Regions from separate parts of the Gossypium arboreum genome. Here region 2 is linked to region 1. Evidence: chromatin contacts called from public Hi-C data. All regions are on one chromosome and are shown on one strand. Each heading gives the region's core, a stretch centred on a gene start, on an enhancer-like site or on the middle of the called end of the contact. The rest is flanking DNA. Distances are from core to core; before and after follow the strand shown.

What was found. Hi-C and Micro-C count contacts between places; a contact is called where the count stands out from the background.
Region 2: a Hi-C map of leaf shows a contact between it and region 1, with 2.9 times the contacts expected there. The contact joins the enhancer-like site here to the promoter of LOC108463585 in region 1. A contact is called at or near these places in 2 of 5 Hi-C or Micro-C datasets (both in leaf).

The regions. Positions count from the first base shown.
Region 1 is chr13:105,030,411-105,036,776 of ASM2569848v2, reverse strand. It overlaps LOC108463585 (phosphate transporter PHO1 homolog 7-like), which reads left to right and starts at 3,359. Exons shown (of 12, transcript XR_001868093.2): 1 at 3,359-4,097; 2 at 4,187-4,514; 3 at 4,619-4,667; 4 at 4,761-4,832; 5 at 4,962-5,091; 6 at 5,162-5,282; 7 at 5,379-5,637; 8 at 5,730-5,834; 9 at 5,927-6,121.
Region 2 is chr13:105,091,162-105,097,527 of ASM2569848v2, reverse strand. No RefSeq gene overlaps it. Among protein-coding and RNA genes, the nearest start is that of LOC108463355, 8.0 kb to the left of the region's middle. Within about 2 kb of position 3,142, at least 2 of the 2 cell types and tissues checked have an H3K27ac peak or open chromatin away from gene starts, as enhancers often do. A contact at or near this core is called in leaf, where this site is marked.

The DNA of each region.
Region 1 (6,366 bases), core at 2,110-4,609:
CTCATTTTCTGTATAATTGGAGTACAGACCTAGAATTTATTCGAAGTTAACACAACCACGAACACTCCAGAACTTAATATCAAACAACACGTCCTTTAGTTAGTCACTTAAACCAAGTTTCTAAGAATGGGCAAATCCCGAAAGTTAACGATGTCCATACCTCTAATGATCAACGGCAGTTCCTTGCTGTCAAAAGTGTTGTTTTAGCAATCCACAGCGCCTAGATTGTCTTCTAAACAGAAAAGAGTCTCTTAACCACTCAACAAACACAAAAACGAGACAAAAAGCACCCCAACACTTACTGAATTCGTGCCAAACGCAGAGATAAGTAACAATGACGAAAAAGGACCAAAAACTAATATTAAAATAAAGTAAAAACCGGCAGCAACAGGGGATTTTCGGCTAGAAAGGAAAAAAAATATAGAAAATATGGAGAGGGGAAATTTGCAAGGAAAATTCGGCAGAGAGAAAGTGGAATGATTTGGGTTACTCTCAAATCCCTTGTTTTGCTCCTACTAAACCTCAGCTGTTGCAAACACTCAGTATCCCAAGCCAACTCAAACACTCCCACGGCATTAGTCGCAAAAATAGTGCCTTCATTCAAACTCGAACCCAAGACCTCCCTCACATCCACAGTCCTCTTATCCACCAGACCAGCAGGTCCATTCTTGTGAGCTTTTCCAACCAATTACTTATAAGCCCTATAACCCAAGACAAGGCTTCATACAGATAAAAACCAAAATTTTTCTCAAGCTAAGGTTTGAACTTAGGACTTCACACACACACCCAGAACACTTAACCACTGAAGCAAATAAATAATTATATCAATTAATCACAAAAGCCGAAACATAAAATTTGGGGCGTTACAGCTCAAATAGTAGCAATTAAATTTGTTTAGTTAAATTAAATTACTAGTCTTGTACTATGCGTACAATTATAGATTTAATCCACTTTCTCCAATTGGATAATTCTAAGTCCCTATATTTTTAAAATTTGAAATTTTAGTCTTAATGCAAATGACAATCAGTAATCCATTAACTAGATTTTTAGTGAGTAGTATGTGAAAATAATAAGCTGAAATGACATTACACATATGATAATATATTTAACGAATCAGATTTTGGAAATAGCAAAGCTTTACTTAATGGATTTAACAATTATTATTTGGCGAGAACAGAAATTTTAAAATTTAAAAAATCGGAAGACTAAAAATGACCAATTAAAAATAAAGGGATTAAATCCATAAATTTTACTAAGTAGAGAGACTAATAGCATAATTTAATTGAAATTTTATATTCAAAAACTTAAAATCTAAAATACTTGAATAAAATCTCACCATTTGATACGTTTGGTGTCAAAATAATTCCAGGGTTCTAAGTAAAGGTCCTAAAGATAAGATTTGAAATAGTTGAATGTGCGAGACGGGATTCCTATAAGAGTTTGATTTTATACGCTCATTTGAAAACTAGAGGAGGCAAGAAGACAAAACTAATCATAAGATAAACGTGGTGGTTGTAAGACGACAAAGATTATGGAATTATATAGTCAAAGTGAGTCCCCAATTTCTTACTTTATATGATTCAATTTCCGACATTAAACGAGTAATTTCAAAGCATGCATTAGCTAACTTTTTTGTTTAATAATAATTAAACTAACAACAACCATTTTTTTATACCGAAAACGATATAACAATGGCATGTAAGAGACAACACGCGGAAAAAAGATGACCCGCAAGGTTTACCAACTTTATTCTATCAAAGTATGGGAAGATATATTTGTTTTATATAATTCAACAATTATATTATAATGAACAACTCTAAATCTCACGAAATTCATATAAATTACAAAAATATTTAATTTCCATTTTTCTCTATAATTAAATTCACAACACATGGGAGTAGTAAAAAATGAAAGCGTGAATTAATTGTCCATTCCGTGGCCATTATTAAAAGGCCGTGCTTTTCTTTGACGTACTTTTTAAAGATAAAAATAGCAAACAGGGAATTGTGTGGGCTCATAATCTACTCGGTTTGATTTGTCTTGTTTTTAAAGAAAAGTTAGCAAACAAAAATCTACATAGCTATTGTTTTTCATAATTTATTACAAGCTAGTTAAAATGTGCTGTTAGACACTGTAATTGTATGTTTAAAAGTTAAAAATCCAGTCTTCATATTTCTTCAATTTAAAAATTATAATTTAATTATTATCAGTTTTTATAAAATTTATCAATTTAACGTGTTTGTTTTATATCAATCATATATCACATCATAAAATAATAACTTAATCAAAATTTCAAATTAATAAATTTACTTTCACTTTTAATTATTGAATTGAGATTTGTAAAGTAAGATGACTTAATTTTTAATTTTTAAGTATAAGGACTAAATCTTAAATTTTGTTAAAATACAAGATTAATAACATATTTTAACCTTTTAATTATTTACCTGGTTAAAAGAAAAGGATTTTGTGCTATGTGCTGAACATTGTGCTTGAAAATATATGAATAAGACCATTGAAATAGAATTCAATAATCATGTGACTCATGCCTGAATTTTGTATGATAATTTATATTAACATGTGATATTTATAATTTGATTTATTAAATTTAAAAATTCATACACAAGAGATTTAGATGGTAAATAAAGTAAGATTTTAAGCATAACGAATTACATTGATAAATTTGAAATATTTAAAATTTAAAATATGAGGGAATATAAAATATTACCTGTAAAGAAAGGTAAGAGAAATTTTATTTTTGGGAACCTTTTGGAAAAATAAACGCTTTAATTTTAATTTTTCTGATTTTAGGAAGCTTTAAATTTATCCAAGCTATGAACTTTTGCATCAATTTGATTGGGATAGTTAAGTAGGTTTCAATTAAAGGTAAATCATGGGAAAAGACAGGCATAGATTAATTTTTTATTTTTATTGTAAGTTTAAAATATAAAATTCTAATAAATCTCATGAAATAATTGTGGGCTTATATATCTATTTTAAGTTTTTGAAAATTTCAAGAAAATCCAGACAAAAAAATTAATATATTCTTTTATTTAATTGAAACAATAATTAAAATTTTTTATTAAACATTTGTTTCAGTATGCATGTATTCAAATTGTGTTATCTCATTTCTTATTAAATAAAAGTTAAATATATATTTTTTTAAAAATGTACAATGAGATAGCTAGAAAAGATGTGGGAAGCTAAGCAAGAACAGGATTCGCTGACACGTAAGGGCTCAATCTTTTGAAGTGAATGATATTATTAAATTACATTTTAGATATATGGTTTTAATATCAAAACAAATATTAATTATAATAAATAAAAATACGCACTAAAATACTAAAAGTTCATTACAGGCGCATATAGCTGGCATATTTTATAAGCTACGAATTAAAAAAAAAAAAGTAGATTGAGAGATTGAAAGATCGTGAAAGTTTCCTTGTTCTCATTTCCATAAATCCTAAAGTTATAAAACATTAGTGCCTCTAACCCTTTTGATTGACCAAGTTCCTTCTGCTGTTTTGCTCATCTTTTCCTTCTATAACTTGAGGAGCAAATTAAGTATACTACATCGCATTGCCATAAAATGAAGTTTGGGAAGGAGTTTGCTTCTCAAATGGTGCCTGAATGGCAGGCAGCTTATGTGGATTACAGTTCATTAAAGAAATTTTTGAAAGAAATCCATGGTGTGAAACAAAAGTATCGGCAACCAGATACCCCAACTCGGCTTCAACGAGCATTGACGCTTTATAGAAGCTTTAGCGGTTTGGATCCGAGACGAAACAAAGGTGGGAGTTCATTCGACGATCATGATGTTGAAAACCAAGCGATTCTTGTGAATTCCGTGCGAGGAAATGGCTCAGGGAAGTACGAGACTACTTTTCTTATGGTTGCAGAAGAAGGGGCTGAATATGAGCAAGAGTTCTTTAAAAAGCTTGATAATGAGTTGAATAAAGTTGACAAGTTTTACAGGTCTAAGGTGAAGGAAGTTATGGCTGAAGCAGAAACACTTACCAATCAAATGCATGCTTTAATTGCTTTTAGGATAAAAGTATATAAATTACAAGAGAATTTTGATGTTTCTGGTTCTAATGACAGTAAGTACTTTTTCTTCCAAGTTCTGCACAAGTTGTTTTCAATTTTACAGTTGAGACACCTTAATTTATAACAATTACTTCATTTGCAGAAATCATGGTTCCCATGAATGCATTACAAGGCACAACTGAATCAGATAATGATGCTAAGCAATCCAGTAATGGCTGCCTAGAGATTCAAGAAGAGAACCCCAAGAAAGTAGTGAGCAGCATTAGACTTGCTCCACAAGAGGTGTTGAATCACGTGAAGTTGAATCAAGCTATTCAAGCTCCTTTCTCAGCTGCCAAAGTGTACTGTGCTAGCAATACTAACAAGACACAAATGAATTTTAGCAAGGACAACCTAAAGAAAATCCAAAACCAACTGAAACAAGCCTTTATTGAATTTTATTACAAGCTTCGGCTTCTCAAGAACTACAGGTAACAAATGGCTAATAACCCATTGTATGTATTTGGTTCCCTTTTCCTTCTACTTTTTAACAAATGTATATTGATTAGTCTTCGATGCTTGTGTCTAAGAACAGCTTCTTGAATGTGTTAGCATTCTCTAAAATCATGAAGAAATATGATAAGGTATATATCTTATAAGCCTTCTTAACATCAAACATTCGGTGTCAACTCAACCAGGCTTGTCGGTACTGATTGTTCTTCTTTCATGGGTCTCAGATCACATCAAGAAGAGCATCAAAGTATTATATGAGGACAGTGGATGATTCTTATATAGGCAACTCCGACGAGGTAGGTGGCTTCCCAGTAAAATACCTTGGTTTTGATAATTAACAATTCAAAATTCTAGTGTCATTGTTATTCGTACATAGATACTTTAGAAAAATTGAAGAATCGGGTAACATAAGCTTGTTGTTTCAGGTAACTAAGCTAATGGAAAGGGTAGAAGCCACATTTATCAAACATTTCTCAAATTCAAACCGAAGTAAAGGGATGAACCAGTTGAGACCAAAATCAAAGAAAGAAAGGCATAGTACATCATTTGGCACAGGTAATCATTATACCCATTTAATGCCTTTTACCCCTTAAAGAAGATATTTATTGGAAAATTGATGTTTCAGGCTTCTTTGCCGGCTGCACAGCGGCCCTCATACTAGCTCTGGTTTTGATTATACATGCCCGCAATATCCTCGATAAGGAAGGAAGAGTTCAATACATGGAAAGCATGTTTCCAGTATATAGGTTATTTTCTTTTACTATTTTACTCCACTCTGTTGTTTCAGCTACACTGCAAATGTGACAAATTTAACGAAGTCATCTTAACTATGAACATTGCAGTTTGTTTGGGTTCATGGTTCTACATATGCTCATGCATGCTGGGAATATATACTTTTGGAGGCGATACAGAGTTAATTATTCCTTCATATTTGGGTTCAAGCAAGGAACAGAGCTGGGCTTTCGAGAAGTTCTTTTCTTGAGTTTTGGCCTTGCAACGCTAGCACTGATCAGTGTGGTCTCCAACCTTGACATGGAAATGGACCCTAAAACTGGAGATTATAAAGCATTAACTGAGCTACTTCCTTTAAGCTTGCTTTTGGTAAAAACTAAAAACTATTTCACTTCATAATCGCAAAACCCAGTTCAGCAAAACCATTTTTTGATCTATTTACTTTTTGCTTTCTCAACCAGCTTGTGATAATTGTATTGCTTTGTCCTTTCAACATCCTTTATCGCTCAAGTCGCTTCTTCTTGCTCAGAACTTCGTTTCGTTGTATCTGTGCGCCCCTCTACAAGGTAAATATATATCGTTTGTTGAATCAGAAGATTTGGGAACCTTTCAGTTGATTTTCAGCAAAGATGGTCCGTGACTTGTAATATTGATGCAGGTAAAATTTCAAGATTTTTACTTGGCAGATCAGTTTACTAGTGAGGTACAAGCATTTAGAAGTGTGGAATATTACATTTGCCATTATGGTTGGGGAGACTTCAAACTCAGACAAAACACATGCAAATCAAATGACATATTCAACACTTTTTATTTCATCGTTGCTGTAGTCCCTTACTGGTCTCGTCTCCTTCAGGTATTTTCACTTCTATATCTATGTTTCAATCCCTGGAGAACACAAATAGCGTAAACTACATTAGATGCCACTCAACTTTATTTAATTTTTTTATTTTTACCATTGACATTTTGAAACTTACAAAGATGCCACTAATATTTTTGGATTACTACAAAGATACCACTCCACCATTTATTCCATTACTTGGGTACTGTGCATCTACCGTCGCAAGTTAAATGTGTCACGGGTTTAAAAAAATTTATTTT
Region 2 (6,366 bases), core at 1,893-4,392, 61 kb before region 1:
GGCAATCGACGAGTTCCTTCAATGGTCCCATCTCGCCTTAAGACCTCATACCACTCCAATTGAATCGGACGTTGATATTGTATTCATATATATTTTTTAATATCATAAATATAGGTATAAAAATCCTTCAAAAAATAATTAACACCTTTGACTTAATTTGCATTCAATTAACCATTGCCATTAACCAAAAATAAAAAATGGTCCTTTCATCAATGCTTTTTGTCTATGATGATTATTAAAATTAACCGATAAATTAATTAGATAACGACATATAAAATATTAACAAAATATGAAAATTTTATATAAACTTATAAAAATTTTAAAAATATTTAATTTTTTTATACAAACTTATAAAATTATAAAAAAATCATAAAACCTACAAATATTATAAAAACTTATAAAAATCTAATAAATTATAAATATGATAAATAATAAAAATTATAAAAGCCATTAATTAATTCATCATTTTGAGAATTAAACCTCTCAAATCATAATGAACATGTGGTATCAAACCAACACTTGGATAATAGGAATAATCATCAGATGGTTGGGGTCATTTCATATTGATCAAATGTTCTCAATCTTCCACAAATTAGACGACATTTGTGGAAACCTCTACTTTTATTGATAATTTATTATTTATTATTTTAAACTTTTTATCTCTATTTTTAATTACAATATAATAGTTTGGACATTAAAATAGAAAATTGTTTACTAAGTATTATATGCTATAAAATATTTTTGGTATGATTAGATACTAGAAAATCAAAATTTCATTATCCAATGGTTGCAACTATTCTCATTATCCAGCAGTTGATTTGATGCCTTCATTATGATTTTAAGGTTTTAATTAAAAAAATGAACTAATAAATGAATTTTTAATAATATATTTTAACATTATATAAGTGTTTTTATAAGTTTTATAATATTCATTAGTTTTTACGATTTTTAATATATTTTATAAACTTTTAATATCTTTTATAAATTTGTAATATTTTTATGATTTATTTATTAATAGAAAAATGAAAGGTTAAATTAGGGGTTGCCATGTGTCTTTATTTAATTGGTCATTAGTTGTTTTTAATTATTAATGGGATCAAAGATGAAACTATTTACGAAGGAACTTAATTGATTTTTAGATTAACAATAATAACTCAATTCAATTATGCATGAATAAAGTCGAGGAACTTAATTAATTTTAAATTTTTAAGGGCTTTTATGCCTATAAACCTAAATATTTTAAAAGTAAAATATATAATATAGATTTAAATGATCTATAATTGGAAGTTATTTAAATTTTAAAGCATTAATGTATTGGTATTATTTTATTTTGTAATATATTGCATTTTTATATTTTAATTAATTTTAATTGTATTGTATTCTTATTTTGTAAAAGTAAACTACACTTAAGGTCATTAATAGTAGTATTATGTTTTGATCATTTAACTTTAAAAAGTTACAAAATAGATACGGAATAATTTTAAAGTTTTTATTTAAATTACTAGCTATTAAAATCGTTTTTTGCATAGCCTTCTTTGCTCGCACCATCTGCACCAATCAAAAGCTTTTATTTCCCTTCTTTTCAACAGATCAAAATTTTTTTTATGAAATAATTTTGAATATCACGAATTTGTGAACCAAAATCTAAACAACTTTCTTATTCAATCTCCAACATTGACTGTCGGATTGACTTGGATTTAAAGTATGTTTTTCTACTTGTCGATGAGTACTGATCTACTATACTGATCATTAAATCATTGAATCGTTGATTCGTGCTCACTAGAAAGATTTATTTTTCTAAAAAAAACTTAACAGACTAGTGATTTAAATAAAAACCATTCAAATAAAAGTAAAATGAATTATTAAAATTAAAATTAAAATTAAAATATTTATAATTTAAAAAATTTAAAATATTTAAATCTATGGTAACTCGTCTGACTCAGTCTAAGTCTAAATGTGAAAAATTCGAATTTATAAGGGGCGGAGCCCAAAAAAAACCTAAACTCAAAAAAAATTGAAAAAAAAAATCGATTTGAAACTGTCCGTTTGCGACCTTGATGTGTAAGTAGGTTTTTAGAAAAAGAATTACATGTGTTAGCGAACCTATTGGATAGAGAGAGGAAAGGGAGGTCCCCTTTTTGATTGGGACGTAAAACCAATTGAGGAATGTTATTGACCACCGGGCATACACGGCTAAGCTTCAGATCTTCAGCTTTTCAAATCCAAATTGGAGACCATAGACATTATCGACCACATAGATATAGGCTATTCGATAATCCAAGCCTATTTATTTATTATTTGTTACCATATATAGGCGAAATTCTCCAATGTGAACAAGGCATACTTTCTGGGTTGCAAATTCTTGTACAGAACTTCAAAATCCCTTTTAATTAATTATGTCCTGGGGGAAAATTGACTCGTAAACCAATTTGGTCCATGCTCTCTTAGCCACTATGATTTTTGAGTTTTGGGTTTTGTATTAATTAGCTCCCACAAATAAACATGGTTGAAGGGGATGGGCAAGGACCAAGTTTAGATTAGTCTAAATATTCTTTTTAAAATAGAAAAGCTTCATTTAAGACTTTTAAAAACCTCTATTTGATATAATTAAAAAAAAAAAACCTTAATATGTAACTTATTGATCATGGGCGTTCACTCTATAATTTAGTTCTTAACTTTAAATCGTGACTTTTGCATGGCAATGAATTTAGGTTGTAAAAGGTAAGTGAGTTTTATCAAGAAAAACTTCAAAAAGAGCCTTTTTAAATGGACTAGAACACAACCTAAGCCCACGCTCATCACAAGGCCTGAAGTTGACGCGATGAGTATGAGATTCTATCTAATAAGCCGAGTGACTATTTTGGACTAATAATAAGCCACTTGTTTACCTTTCTTTGGTAATATTTGAACTAATTGAATAATAATAAGTTTCTTTCGTTTTGCCAAATTAGTAGTTTTATTTTCCAGCCAATTTGTGGTCTTTTCCATTCAAGATGAATAATATTTAGTATTTAGAGAATTTTCTAAACATTTTCAAGCAAATCAATAAACTTCTTTTCAGCCAATTAGGGAATAATACATGGTCGAGTAGCTGGAAAAGAGAAGGAATTATAGTTGGTAGTCTCAATTTCAAGAGATTGATGGCTTCATTCTACATTGTGAGTTTATTAAAGCGGAGGACACGAAATTTATGGAGTTTTGGAGTAAAATTTATTTTAGTAAATACATGTTGGAAAAATTGTTTTTATGGGAACTTTGAGGTATATTCTCAATAGGTAAAGGTAGAGAGTTGAATCATAAAATTATGGTTTCATATTCTACTCCATGAGACCTTTACAACGGTATATCATCTGCTAAAAATGTTTGAGTGATGAATGAGAAAATGGTGCTCAAAGTAAGCTACTTGGAAATATTGTTGAGGAAAAGAAAAGGCTTAGATGCCACATTGGTTAAATACCAACTGTGAGATGTGTCTATATATGTGAACCCTTTTATAAAATAATTGAATGACTAAGGGTCAGTTCTTCATTGCTTTTGAAAAGTACTTTTGAGAATTGATTTGAAAAAATTTAAGTGCTTGATATTGCTGTCAAAAAGTGCTTTTGAAAAGTAAAATGTCTATTTTAGACATGATATTATAAAGTAACAAATATGTATTTAAATAATGTTCAAATTAGTTAATATTATGATATTTTAGCAAAAATATAAAAAAATATTATAACTTATTGTTAATATTTTAATATATAATATTAATTTTAAATATTTCTAAGTAATTAATATTAATTATTTATTAAATTTAATTAGAATATATAAACTATATTTAAATATTTAAATATAATAATTAAATATTTGTAATTAGATATTGACACAATTGTATTATTTTAAAAATATTTTTATTTTTAATTAATGTTTTTAACACATTTGTAAAACTCATATTAAATAACCAAAAATATATTTTTGGCCGTTATTTTACCTTTTTAACCTTATTTTTGACTTAAAATGTGTTTGATGCTATTATTTTGTGTTCTATTTCTTGGTTATTTAATATGAGTTTTACAAATGTGTTAAAAGCATTAATTAAAAATAAAAATAAAAATATTTTTAAAATAATACAATTGTGTCAATATCTAATTACAAATATTTAATTATTATATTTAAATATTTAAATATAGTTTATATATTCTAATTAAATTTAATGTTTAAAATGGACATTTTTCTTTTCAAAAGCACTTTTTTGACAGTAATATCAAACACTTAAATTTTTCCAAAGCACTTCTCAAAAGTACTTCTCAAAAGCATTTTTCTACAACACTTTTCAAAAGTATTGCCAAATTAGCCCTAAGTTTGTAATCCTACTTTACGTGCAACGAGGGATGAGAGTAAAATTGTAATCCTGCAAATATTTATGGACAGTAAATTTGTTGATTCATTAATGGCAGATTTTATGGTTATTTCCAAATTTTTCACTATCTTAAATGCCTATAAAAGGCTGTTTATTCTATACGATTAAAACACACATTCTAATAGTTTCTTATACCGAGATTCTGTTCATTTCAAATTTTTTTTGCCTCTTCCTATTTTTTACAATATTCCGGTGATAGAAAAATGCAAAGTTCGTTCGTTGATCGTTGTAGAGGTGATACTACTTTGTTAACTGTTGTTGTATCTTGTGAGACATTTAACCAACGTTTCTCCAAGTACTAGAGGAGCGGCCGAATCTGTCTTAAGGAAACTATGTTTTACAGGCCTCAATGATTCGTAAAATCTCTATTCTTCCTTCTTTATTTCAACTTTTATTATGATTTTATTTGATTTTTGTATCTGATAAATTAATTATAAATCATTCTATTTATATTTAATTTCATATGTGTTTATTTATAATTAATTATATGTTCGCTAACGGGGAGTTTTGTCCAACAATCTCAAGACAGATCCGATTATTTTTGCAATTTTCTAATCCGAGATAAACTAGTCACCAAGAAAAAAATAAATAAATATTTTTCGAAAATCAATCTTCTTTTAAAAATTAAATAAATCTGTTTCTGCATTTTTCCCGCTGTTCAACAGATTTCTTTTTCCTCTATTTTTGTTTTATTTCCAAATGAATATTAAAACTAATAAAATTTGTTTCAGGATTTTTCCCGCCGTTTAACAAATTTTATATGATTTTGTTTCCAAAATTAAAAGTAAATAAAATCTATTTCGGGATTTATTCTCACCGTTTAACGGATTTTATTCCATTATTTTGATTTTATCTCCAAGCGAGAAATTAAAGGTAAATAAAATCTGTTTCGGGATTGATTCCCTCCATTTAATAAGTTTGATTTGATTTGATTTGATTTTGTTACGAAAAATGAGAAATTAAATTAAATAAAATCTGGTTCAGGATTTATTCTCGCGTTTAACAAGATTTTATTTTATTTTATTTCCAAATTCGAATTGAATTAAATAAAATATGTTTCTAGATTTATTCCCGCCATTTAACAAGATTTATTCGATATTGTTTTGTTTTCAAACAAAGACATAATCAAATAATTCTATTTCGGGATTTATTCCCGTTGTTTAACAGATTTTATTTTGATTTAATGATATAATTTTTTTGAGATTTAATCCTGTCGTTTAACAAATTTTTTCTTTTTAATTTTGTTACAGAATTTTTATTCTTCCGTTTAACAAATCAAACGGAAATTTTTCTGTTTACGATGGCCTTAATTGTGGCTTTAAATTGAATTAAAAGAAATTTATCAACGATGAATTAAAAAGACAATATGAGAATGCATGTCTAGGATTGGTTCTTTGAAAGACTTGGTATTTAAGCGTGTAGAGTGCACCACCTCTCTTTTAGGGTTACCTACCTGGTGCATTATTTTATTGTATTTTTATTAGACCGTATAAACTTTTGTTTCGGGTTTTATTAGATTCCTGCAGTCTAACAAAAGTTGATAAGTTTTTTAATTCTGGTTTTGTTTTTTAACAAAAAAAAAATGGAGACTCCCATCAATTTAAGCAATTCGCAATATGAAGTTTTGGTTCAAGTGCAATGTTTGATCTAAAACTTAGTATTATTGGTGGCGGCTGCTGTAAGTTACAATGAGAAACCTGAAAAATTCTCGGGGCAGAATTTCAAGACTTGGCAATAGAAAATGCTATTCTATTTGACCATCTTGAACTTGGCAAAATTTTTCAACGATGACCTTCTACTGTTAAAGAGGGCGAGATAGATAAAGTTACTACTTTCACTGCTGTTGAAGCTTGGAAACATTCAGATTTCCTATGCCGAAACTACATCATGAATGGATTGTCGGATGTACTGTGCGAAGTGTATAGTGCTAATAAAACAGCTAAGGAATTATGGACATCGTTGGA